Linked DNA regions of Oryctolagus cuniculus: region 1 is linked to region 2. A link is a contact called in public Hi-C data. All regions are on one chromosome and are shown on one strand. Each heading gives the region's core, a stretch centred on a gene start, on an enhancer-like site or on the middle of the called end of the contact. The rest is flanking DNA. Distances are from core to core; before and after follow the strand shown. Region 1 holds the start of ID4 (inhibitor of DNA binding 4). Region 2 overlaps LOC108178872 (a long non-coding RNA gene).

What was found. Hi-C and Micro-C count contacts between places; a contact is called where the count stands out from the background.
Region 1: a contact with region 2 is called in a Hi-C map of skin fibroblasts, with 5 times the contacts expected there. The contact joins the promoter of ID4 here to the enhancer-like site in region 2. A contact is called at or near these places in 2 of 6 Hi-C or Micro-C datasets (skin fibroblasts and an unstated tissue).

Annotation. Positions count from the first base shown.
Region 1 is chr5:147,102,394-147,106,899 of mOryCun1.1, reverse strand. ID4 (inhibitor of DNA binding 4) reads right to left here and starts at 2,427. Exons shown (of 3, transcript XM_051832583.2): 1 at 1,509-2,427; 2 at 1,128-1,186; 3 at 1-686. The coding sequence starts at 1,964. The coding sequence ends at 1,142.
Region 2 is chr5:145,815,331-145,819,637 of mOryCun1.1, reverse strand. The region is part of intron 5 of LOC108178872 (a long non-coding RNA gene); the gene reads right to left. Among named protein-coding and RNA genes, the nearest start is that of RNF144B, 360 kb to the right of the region's middle. Within about 2 kb of position 1,482, at least 1 of the 8 cell types and tissues checked has an H3K27ac peak or open chromatin away from gene starts, as enhancers often do.

The sequences.
Region 1 (4,506 bases), core at 1,178-3,677, 1.3 Mb before region 2:
ACTGAGCTGAAAAATAATTTTCCAAAAGAAATATTCCCATAGGTTTAAAAAAAAACACACAACATAATATTTACAAAAAATATTTAATTAAAAATATCTTATAATTACAGTAGTCTATTAAAGCATATACTTTCTCACACTCATAGAACATCTCTATATATACATGGTATGAAATGTCACTCAGTTATCTATACAATATGTAACATTCTTGCAGAGAAAAGAAAGTTCCCTGCCCGTTATAATCATCTATTTTAAACAATAGATGTAAAAAAAATTATCTACAATGCTCTGGTATATTAGTAAAGCTTCAAAACAAAAACTGAGCTCCTTGGTCACAAAGTAGGCTTCTAAAGTCGGATTTACTCGTATCTTCTATTTTATCAGTCCTGTCGCACTTAAAAGTTTAACTGCACCTCCAAAACACACAGAAATGTACAATTCACAGCGGTTATAAATGAAGAGACGAAAGAGAATACCTATGCAGAATGTTTATGAACGTGCAAAAAAAAATAAAATAAAAAGGATGAGAGTTTTAATTGTTCCTCCCTCGCCCTCTCTCTTGGAATGACGAATGAAAGCGTTTTCTAGACTGGCTGAGGTGTTCTTCCCTCGGCGGCTTTTCCACCAACTTCTGCTCTTCCCCCTCCCTGGGCAGGCGCCTGGCTCGGGCGCAGGCGGCCGCACACCTGTGGAAGAGGAATGAATAGAGGGGGTGTGTGAACCTTCCCGCTGCAGACTGCCTGGCGCCGCCGACCAAACTCAAGACATGCTTGATCAACAACCCCAAACAAACCAGCGGGTCGGACAACACCCGCAGCTGCGGCCGCCCGCGCCCCGCCGCCAGCCCCCTGTGGCCGTCAGCCTGCGCGCGCGGGACCTCGGGGCGCTGTCCACGCCCACGAGGGTGGCCCGGCTGCGGGCGCAGGGCTGACGTGAGGAGCCCGCCGGCCGCGTCTGCACGGACAGGGACAGCTCCCCAGCTACACGCACACCCCGAGGAGAAGTGCGGGTGCACTCGCTAGCTGGGTGGCGGGAACAGAGGGGGCCCGCTTCCCCTCAGACCAAGGAGCCCCCAGGGCCGGGCGTCTCCGGCCACCGGCCACTCGGGACGGACAAGGCGCGCTCACCTGCACAGAGCGGCTCAGCGGCACAGAATGCTGTCGCCCTGCTTGTTCACCGCGCCGGCCTGCAACGGCAACACGCAACACCAAGGCAAAGGTTAGCCGGCGCCAGCCGCGAGCCCGCACGGTCCGGGCTGCGTCCCCCGCGGCCAGCCTGGCGCGCGCAGCCAAGTCTGCAGCCCCGGGGAGCCCTCCCCGAGCCGGCTGTGCACTTGACAGCCCGCGATGCGCTCCGCGCGGGTCCCGAGCTCGCCGAGCCCCGCCTGTGGCTGGTGGCCCGAGAGCCCGAAGGGAGGGGGCTGTCATTCTCGCGGACCCCCCACCCCACCCCACCGCGAGGAGCGGGGAGCCCCCCGCGTCCCGCCGCCGCCCTCCCGGCCCCCTCACCGGGTCCGTGTTGAGCGCCGTGAGCGGGGTCCGCGGCGGCGCGGCCGGACAGGTTCCGGCCGGGTGGAGCGGTGGCGCGGGCGGCGGCGGCGGCGGCGGCGGCGGCTGCCTCAGCAGAGCCGGGTGCGTCTCCAGCGCCAGCTGCAGGTCCAGGATGTAGTCGATAACGTGCTGCAGGATCTCCACTTTGCTGACTTTCTTGTTGGGCGGGATGGTGGGCACGAGCCTCCGCAGCCGGCTGTAGCAGTCGTTCATATCGCACTGCAGGCACAGCGCCGGCTCGTCGGCCGCCGCCTCAGCCGCCTTGCAGCGCGCCGCGGCCGCCGCCGCCGCCGCGGCCGCCGAGCCGCCCAGGCTGTGGCCGTGCTCGGCCAGGCAGCGCAGCGCCAGCTCCCCGCCGCCGCAGCCCGACGGCGCCTTGCGGCCCGAGGGGCGCACGGGGCTCACCGCCTTCATCGCGCGCGCCCTGCGCCCCGCGCCTTCCGCAGGCGGACCCGCTGAGGTGAGGAGAGGCGCGCAGGCAGGTTCCGGGCCCGCCTTGCCTCGGCTCCCGGTGCGCTCGGGCACCCGCAGCGCGCCCGGCGCTCCAACAATTGACGGGGAGGGTCGCTCCGGGGGATCTCTGCTCAGTGGGCAACCCTCGGCCCAAAGCGAAAGGCAAGAAAAATCAAAAGCAGCGGAAGAAAGTGCCCTGGTCACTCCCCTCCGAGCTCCCGCTAAGCCAGTGCTGGGGGTCTGGGGTGGGGGGGGTCTCCGCCGCCCCACTCCCGGAGCCGACTCCCGGAGCCGACCGCCGGCCGCGCCTCCTGCACTACGCTCCGGCCCAGCCCGCCGCGCAGCTGTCTTTATAGCGCCGCGCGCCCGGGGGCGGGCCCAGCGCGCCGGCCTGGGCGCAGCGCGAGCCGAGCCGAGCCGAGCCGGGCTGGCGCGCGGGCGGGGACGCGGGCGGTGCTGGGAGGCGGGGAGCGGGGCACCCCGGGGTGGGCGGGGGGCCGGGAGTGGCCCGCCAATCAGGCGGGCAGTGCCACCTCGGGGAGTGACGCTCCGGCCAATGGGAAGGGCCCTCCATGCCGTCAACGCTGTGGGGTCGGGGCGCGGAGGGAAGCGCTTGGATGGGCGTCGGGCCGGGCTGGGGTGTGCTCTGCGAGGGCGGGGGGAGAGAGCGAAGTTCCTGCGAAGAACTGCGGGAATGTGTGGCTGGAATTCGCTCCGCGCCGGCCTCGGCCGCCGGGGGAGCGCGGGGACACCCGGACACCCCCAGTAGCGCTGCTCGCGGGGACCCTGCGCCGGCCGCCGCTGGGTCCCCGGCCTGTCAGTACCTTGAGAAAGACCCGCGTTCGTTCTCTTCGGTATTTCACCCCCTATTGCATGGTTCGCCTTTTCACAATTGCAGAAACCACAAGGATGGGATGGAAATGTGTAGCCTTCTTGTATTCTTAAAAAAAAAATGCTAAAGCTTAGCGAAGGAAAAAGGAAAGGCGTGCCGAATCGAATGCAAGTTTTTCGTAAAGGGATCTTTAAATACGACCCAAACGTGGTGAGATTCTTTTTTCTTTTCCTCATCAAGATGCAAAAGTGAGCTAAAGAAAAGCGGTTGCCTTGCACAGGAAAGTAGAGCACGTAGAGATTAAAAATGCATGGACACGGAGTATTTAAAATTCCACTATGACATATACTATTAATCCGTTTTATGTAAAATTCATACCTGGGCCTTCATTTAGGCCATTAACGCACCGCGTCACGTATTAGCGCACCCCGCTTTAAATAAGGTGATAAGAACCCTCTGTCTTCTCCTGGGCAACAAAGCATTAAATTTCACACTTCCTGTGTCTGAGATCCTGCGTGGGCCCCACCCTGCAGAAAGGCGTTTTTAATTAAAGGTGATTTTTGTATTGGATTTCTGATAGAAAAGCTGTCCTTCGAGGATTCAAAATAAAACTGACAGTGAACTCTGGTGGGGGTATTGTGTGGACACTTCAGGGAGAAACTGAGCCCTTCAGGTGAGACATGAGCTTAGAAACTCCTAGGCAATGGGGAACTGAATTTTGAGTGCTTCCAACCTGCAATTATTCCCACCCCAGACGTCGCTTGTAGGTGAATTAACACAAGAATTTTCTTCCTTGACGTGGACTGGTGCCTCAGCCTCAGATAACTGAGAGGAAGAGACACGGCCCTCATTTCTTCCTACTGCCTTCTAGTGTGGACTTCATTTTCTCCCTGTCTCCACCCTTCCCAGAACTGAAATACCCGAACCAGGCAGGTATCTTGTGAGGCCAAGTGGGCACTTCATGACTGTTCCACTGAGCACTTTCCTTTTTCCTGATGAAATGGGGAGCTGGTTTCTCAGGCAGATGCAACAGTCCTCCTTTCCCCAGTCCTTAGACATGACTGCCTCTAACAATTATTTGGAAAGAAGCAACATTCTCATCTACTTAACGTGCATCCATAGAGGGTCTCCATACACATGATCAAGAAAATCAGAATTATAAAACCCAAGGGAAAGCCTTGCTTTTAAAGGCAGGCATAACTGCATATGTTTTTAATAGAAACACACAGAATATCATGATGGTTAGACGGAAGTTGGAAGAGGAAGTGCTAGTGAGTGTAAACTATTATTTTGGAACCAGTCAGGTAAGAACAGGTGATAAATGTACAGATGTGTTGTTCTGTCAGATTTTCTCTTCACTAGAGTTTAAACATTCCTAACAAATTTTAAAAATAAAAAAAATTTTTTTAAATCCAAGATTTTTATCTTCCTGGTAAAATCTTACTAATCTAATATGCCCAGGGCATACTGGCATTTCAAAACTCTCTGTATCTTAACTTGATTAACATTAAATTTAAGTTTTATGTATGTGCCACAAAGAAACCATCATAGCTGTCTTTCTGGACTTTGCTAAATCACAGAGCGCACACACCCTAGGTGTGGCCATTGCCAAGGGCCAAAGTTTCAGGTTTTATTGGAGATACTCCTTGTGACTGGTTTAGAGTTAAGCTG
Region 2 (4,307 bases), core at 233-2,732:
TCCACTGAAATCTCTTCTTTTTTTCAAATCTATGTTTATTTCCCAGTTCTCTCTTGACTCCTCTCCATACTTTTGAATTCTCTCACTCACCTCCCTTAAAAAGAACCATTCTAACATGGCAGCCTTCAACTCCCAGATAACCAGGGACAAACCAGAAGGCTGGGACTGGTGCATTCTCTGAAGATGAGACCAGAAGAGCTGGCCCCTTGTGGGGATAGGAGCTGTTTCAACCTTAGCCGGGAGCTGGCAAAGCCCCCTGTTTGAAACTGGGGCAAAGAATGATTCTAGCTTCCTCTTCAACAACAACCAGCTTCATCTCGCATCTCCTTCCGGCCCACGCTTCTCCTGTCTCGGTGACTCTGGAGGCAGCAATTGCACAGTAGTAAGGATCCTCTTGGGCCGGTCAGTCTCAGCGAGAGCAGGATGCCAGGTGCTCTGTGCCAGAAACATTTCCTTGCCACTCCATCTGCCCTGCACTCTTCCTCCCTCCAGGACTCTCCTGTCTTCTTGGCCATCGGCATCACTCAAGCCAGGCTGAAACCAAAGAGACAACTTTCCTTATGCCCCACACCCAAGGTTATTTCTTTTTCTGGCTCACTGGTGGTGGATCCAGCCCAAGGTCAGTTAGAAAGTGTGATGAGTGGGCATTCTCAGTAATCCTTCTGTTGAACAAGACTTCCAGGGATTGTCTGAGTAGTTTTTGCCTCAATTCTCTATTTCTTAATTATTGTTCACATGGTGTCATAGATTTCTCTGACTCCCTGAATACTTCAAATGTTCACATTTCTCCCAACACTCATGATCCTGGGGTCTTATGAATTCCAAGACCTGTCAATCTCCTTGATACCCATAAGACATGCCCAGGGTCCCCTCCCCTTCCGGTTCCTCTTGTTTCTCTTTCTAGGACCTTGAAAGAACAATAGGTAGGAGAAGCCAACATCGCTCCTACACAAGTTTCTGAGGAAAACATGGAGCTCGTGTGGCATGTAAAAACCTGTCCCTCTACGTCCAATGATTCCAGGAACCAGATAGAAATACAATGATAAAGTTTGGCTCTCCTGAGAGAAGCCAGCAGAAAGCCCACACCCAGTAAACCAGCCTGTTAACAACTGCCCTGCCAAAACCCAGGGAGTCAACATTCTTCCTGCTTCCATTTCCGTTTCCTTTTCTCATTATTAGTCAGACTTGCCCAAATGTAACATTTTTATGTTATAAGAGATAATGGATATTTTTAACTCCCATTCCCCTCCCTATGACTCAAAATAAGGACATTGTAAGAAATGGTTCCAGATCCCAGAACACTTCCCTTCTCCCTAAGGCCAAACCGCCCAGCTCTGTGACTGCTCCATACCAGGCAGAAAGCCAGACTTGATGGAAGCGAAAAGACAGCAGCTTCTGTGAGGTTTGTGTCACCCACGTTACTGGGCAGAGTGGAGCAATCAGATTTTCAAAGGGCCCCCAGCTTTTCCCTTAGAAGGTCTATGAAGTGCCCCAGGCACCACTTTCATCCTGGCCAGATAGAGCAAAGGAACCGTTGGGAAGCAGAGAAACAGGAAAGGGTCATGAAGAAAGGGCTCCCTTGTGTTTGAGAAAGTTCACTGTAGTCGCTCTCTGCCCGCAGGCCCTGCCCTCCTTCTCTAACTGGGGGAGGAAGTCACCAACCTCCTCCAATGTGCAGAGGAGCCAGTCTCGGACAACACAGATCAAACCAGGCTACTCGTGGGCTCCAACAGAAAAGCACGCATCATCCTGTGTCTTAGGCTAGGCCAATGAGCAGGGGCAAATTGGCAGTATTAGTGGTAAAGTCTGGGAGTTATCAAGACCAGGAAAGAGATGTGGTCAGTGACAATGCCATCATGTGACCAATCAGCCAGGTTAAAGGCAAACTTTAGACCTGTTCTTGGGATGACATAGTTGAAGAAATAGCTCAGAATTATTCAAGAATGGCTCAAGAAAGACCCCAGCCCAACCCACGGATGGTGTAACACACATCTGCAAAGGTGAGAGAAGGAAATGTGACAGGATGACTTGCAGAAGGCATTTTCATAACAAAAATAGGACAACTCCTACGTGATATAATAAAATACTGGAAAAAATGTTGGCCCCCATAGCTCCTTATGAAATAGAAGAATCATTCAATTCAATTCATTCAATAAAAACCTAGAATATTTTTTAAAACTAAAACAAAAGAATAAAGATTTACACTAAAGATGAGAGTTTCCTCTGCCTATCAGTGGCTTGAAGACTGTATTAAACTGTGACTGAGAGTATTGTACCCATGATGACTGCAGTACATTCAGTAGACTGAGTCAATTTGTTTGCACATATGGACTCCAAAACGGTTTCAGCCTTATTCAGGTTTATCAACTATCCCAGGCTTACAAAATGGATCCTAAACAAGAAATTTACTCTTTTGGCATCAGCCTGGAAAAAAAAATGGCATTGGAATGGAACTCACACTTCCCCCAACTTATGTTTAAAAACATACTTCCTACCCAGAGGAATAAGAACGAAGTACACACACAAAAAATGCAATCAACCAAAGTGTCCATCCATAAACAAATAGATGAAAACAACACAGTACATATACACAAAGGAATACTATTAACGCATTAAAAAGATGAAATATTGTCATTTGCAACAATAAGGATGAACCTAGGAAACATTACATTAAGTGAGATCAGCCAGGCACAGAAAGATAAATACCACATATTCTCTCTCATAAGTAGAATCTAAAAAAGCTGATCCTGTAGAAGTTGAGAGTCAAATAGTGGCTACTAGAGGCTGAGGCTGGGGAGCGGTTGCTCCAGGGTACAGCTGTACAGAGAAATAAGTTCTGGTGTTCTGCACAGTAGGGTGATGAAGGTCAGTAGTAATGCGCAGTATGTTTCAAAACAGCTAGAAGAGTGGATTTTACATGTTTCACCACAAGGAAATGATAAATGACAGAGGTGGTAGATGTGCTAAGTTCCTTGATTTGATCATTACATAAGGCATACATGTATCAAAACGTTGCATCATGCTCCTTAAATGTGTACAATTACGATGTGCCAATTAAAAATAAAGTAAAAAACAAATTCAGGCATACAATTTCCCTCCCTATCTTTTATTTCTCCTCCCTTTGCTCCCTCTATTTCTAGGTTGTTCTTCCTACAGCTTAGGTTAATAAGATGATTATTTTCATGAAAGCAAACCTGCTCAAAGCCTCAAAAAATCTTGCAAGAAACTCTGATTGTGATTCAATCTTTCAAACTTTGCAGTGCTAATAATCCCTTTAGACTCATAAAGAGCTTAGTAGAAACAGCATAGGAATTAATTGAATTTGTCATCTCACCAACAAGAAACAGCAACTCAATTATTAATATTAATATTATGGTAGGTTTCTATATTTTACATTCTTTGTCTTAAAGAGACAGTATCAAATTAAACACACAGTAGCCTCTACTCTATTCCTATGTCCTCATCATAGCTCTTGCAGTGATTCAATCAAAAGTAAAATATAAACCAGGTATTTATTTAATGCCTACATTTTTGTTATTAATGGCTCTGAATTAGTTAGCTCTGTATTAATGGCTCTGAATTAGTGACAACAAAATTTTGTTATTCCAGTTTATTCTCATTTTTTTTTTTTTTTGGACAGGCAGAGTGGACAGAGAGAGAGAGACAGAGAGAAGGGTCTTCCTCTTCCGTTGGTTCACCCTCCAATGGCCGCTGCGGCCGGCACGCTGTGGCCGGCACACCGCACTAATCCGAAGCCAGGAGCCAGGTGCTTCCTCCTGGTCTCCCATGCGGATGCAAGGCCCAAGCACTCTACTGCACTCCTGGGCCACAGCAGAGAGCTGGCCTGGAAGAGGGGCAACCAGGACAGAATCCGGCACCCTGACCAGGACTAGAACCCGGTGTGCCGGCGCCACAGGTGGAGGATTAGCCTATTGAGCCACAGCTCCGGCCCCATTTTCCAGTTTATTCTTAAGTATTTTCGTTTGCTAGTAGATAGACTTCTTCTCTTTATAGAAAGCTTGCTTTTTGTGTCCTAATTCATTTTTTATTTAGAAATATTTTCCAACTAAGCTTCCTCTCCAGATTTGGAGTACCTATATAGGTTGTCTTCACAACCTGCTAGAAATATCAACTTCTAAATAACAGAGGCAACTTGCACTAATATTTTATTGCAAGATGTAATAGACAGGACTCGAAGTTCAGAGACATGAGTTCTGCTCCCAGTACCCAAAAACAACCCCACTTTTCCTTCCCATAAGCACATCCCACAACATATGTTTAAAAAAAGAGGGTCCAACACTGTAGCA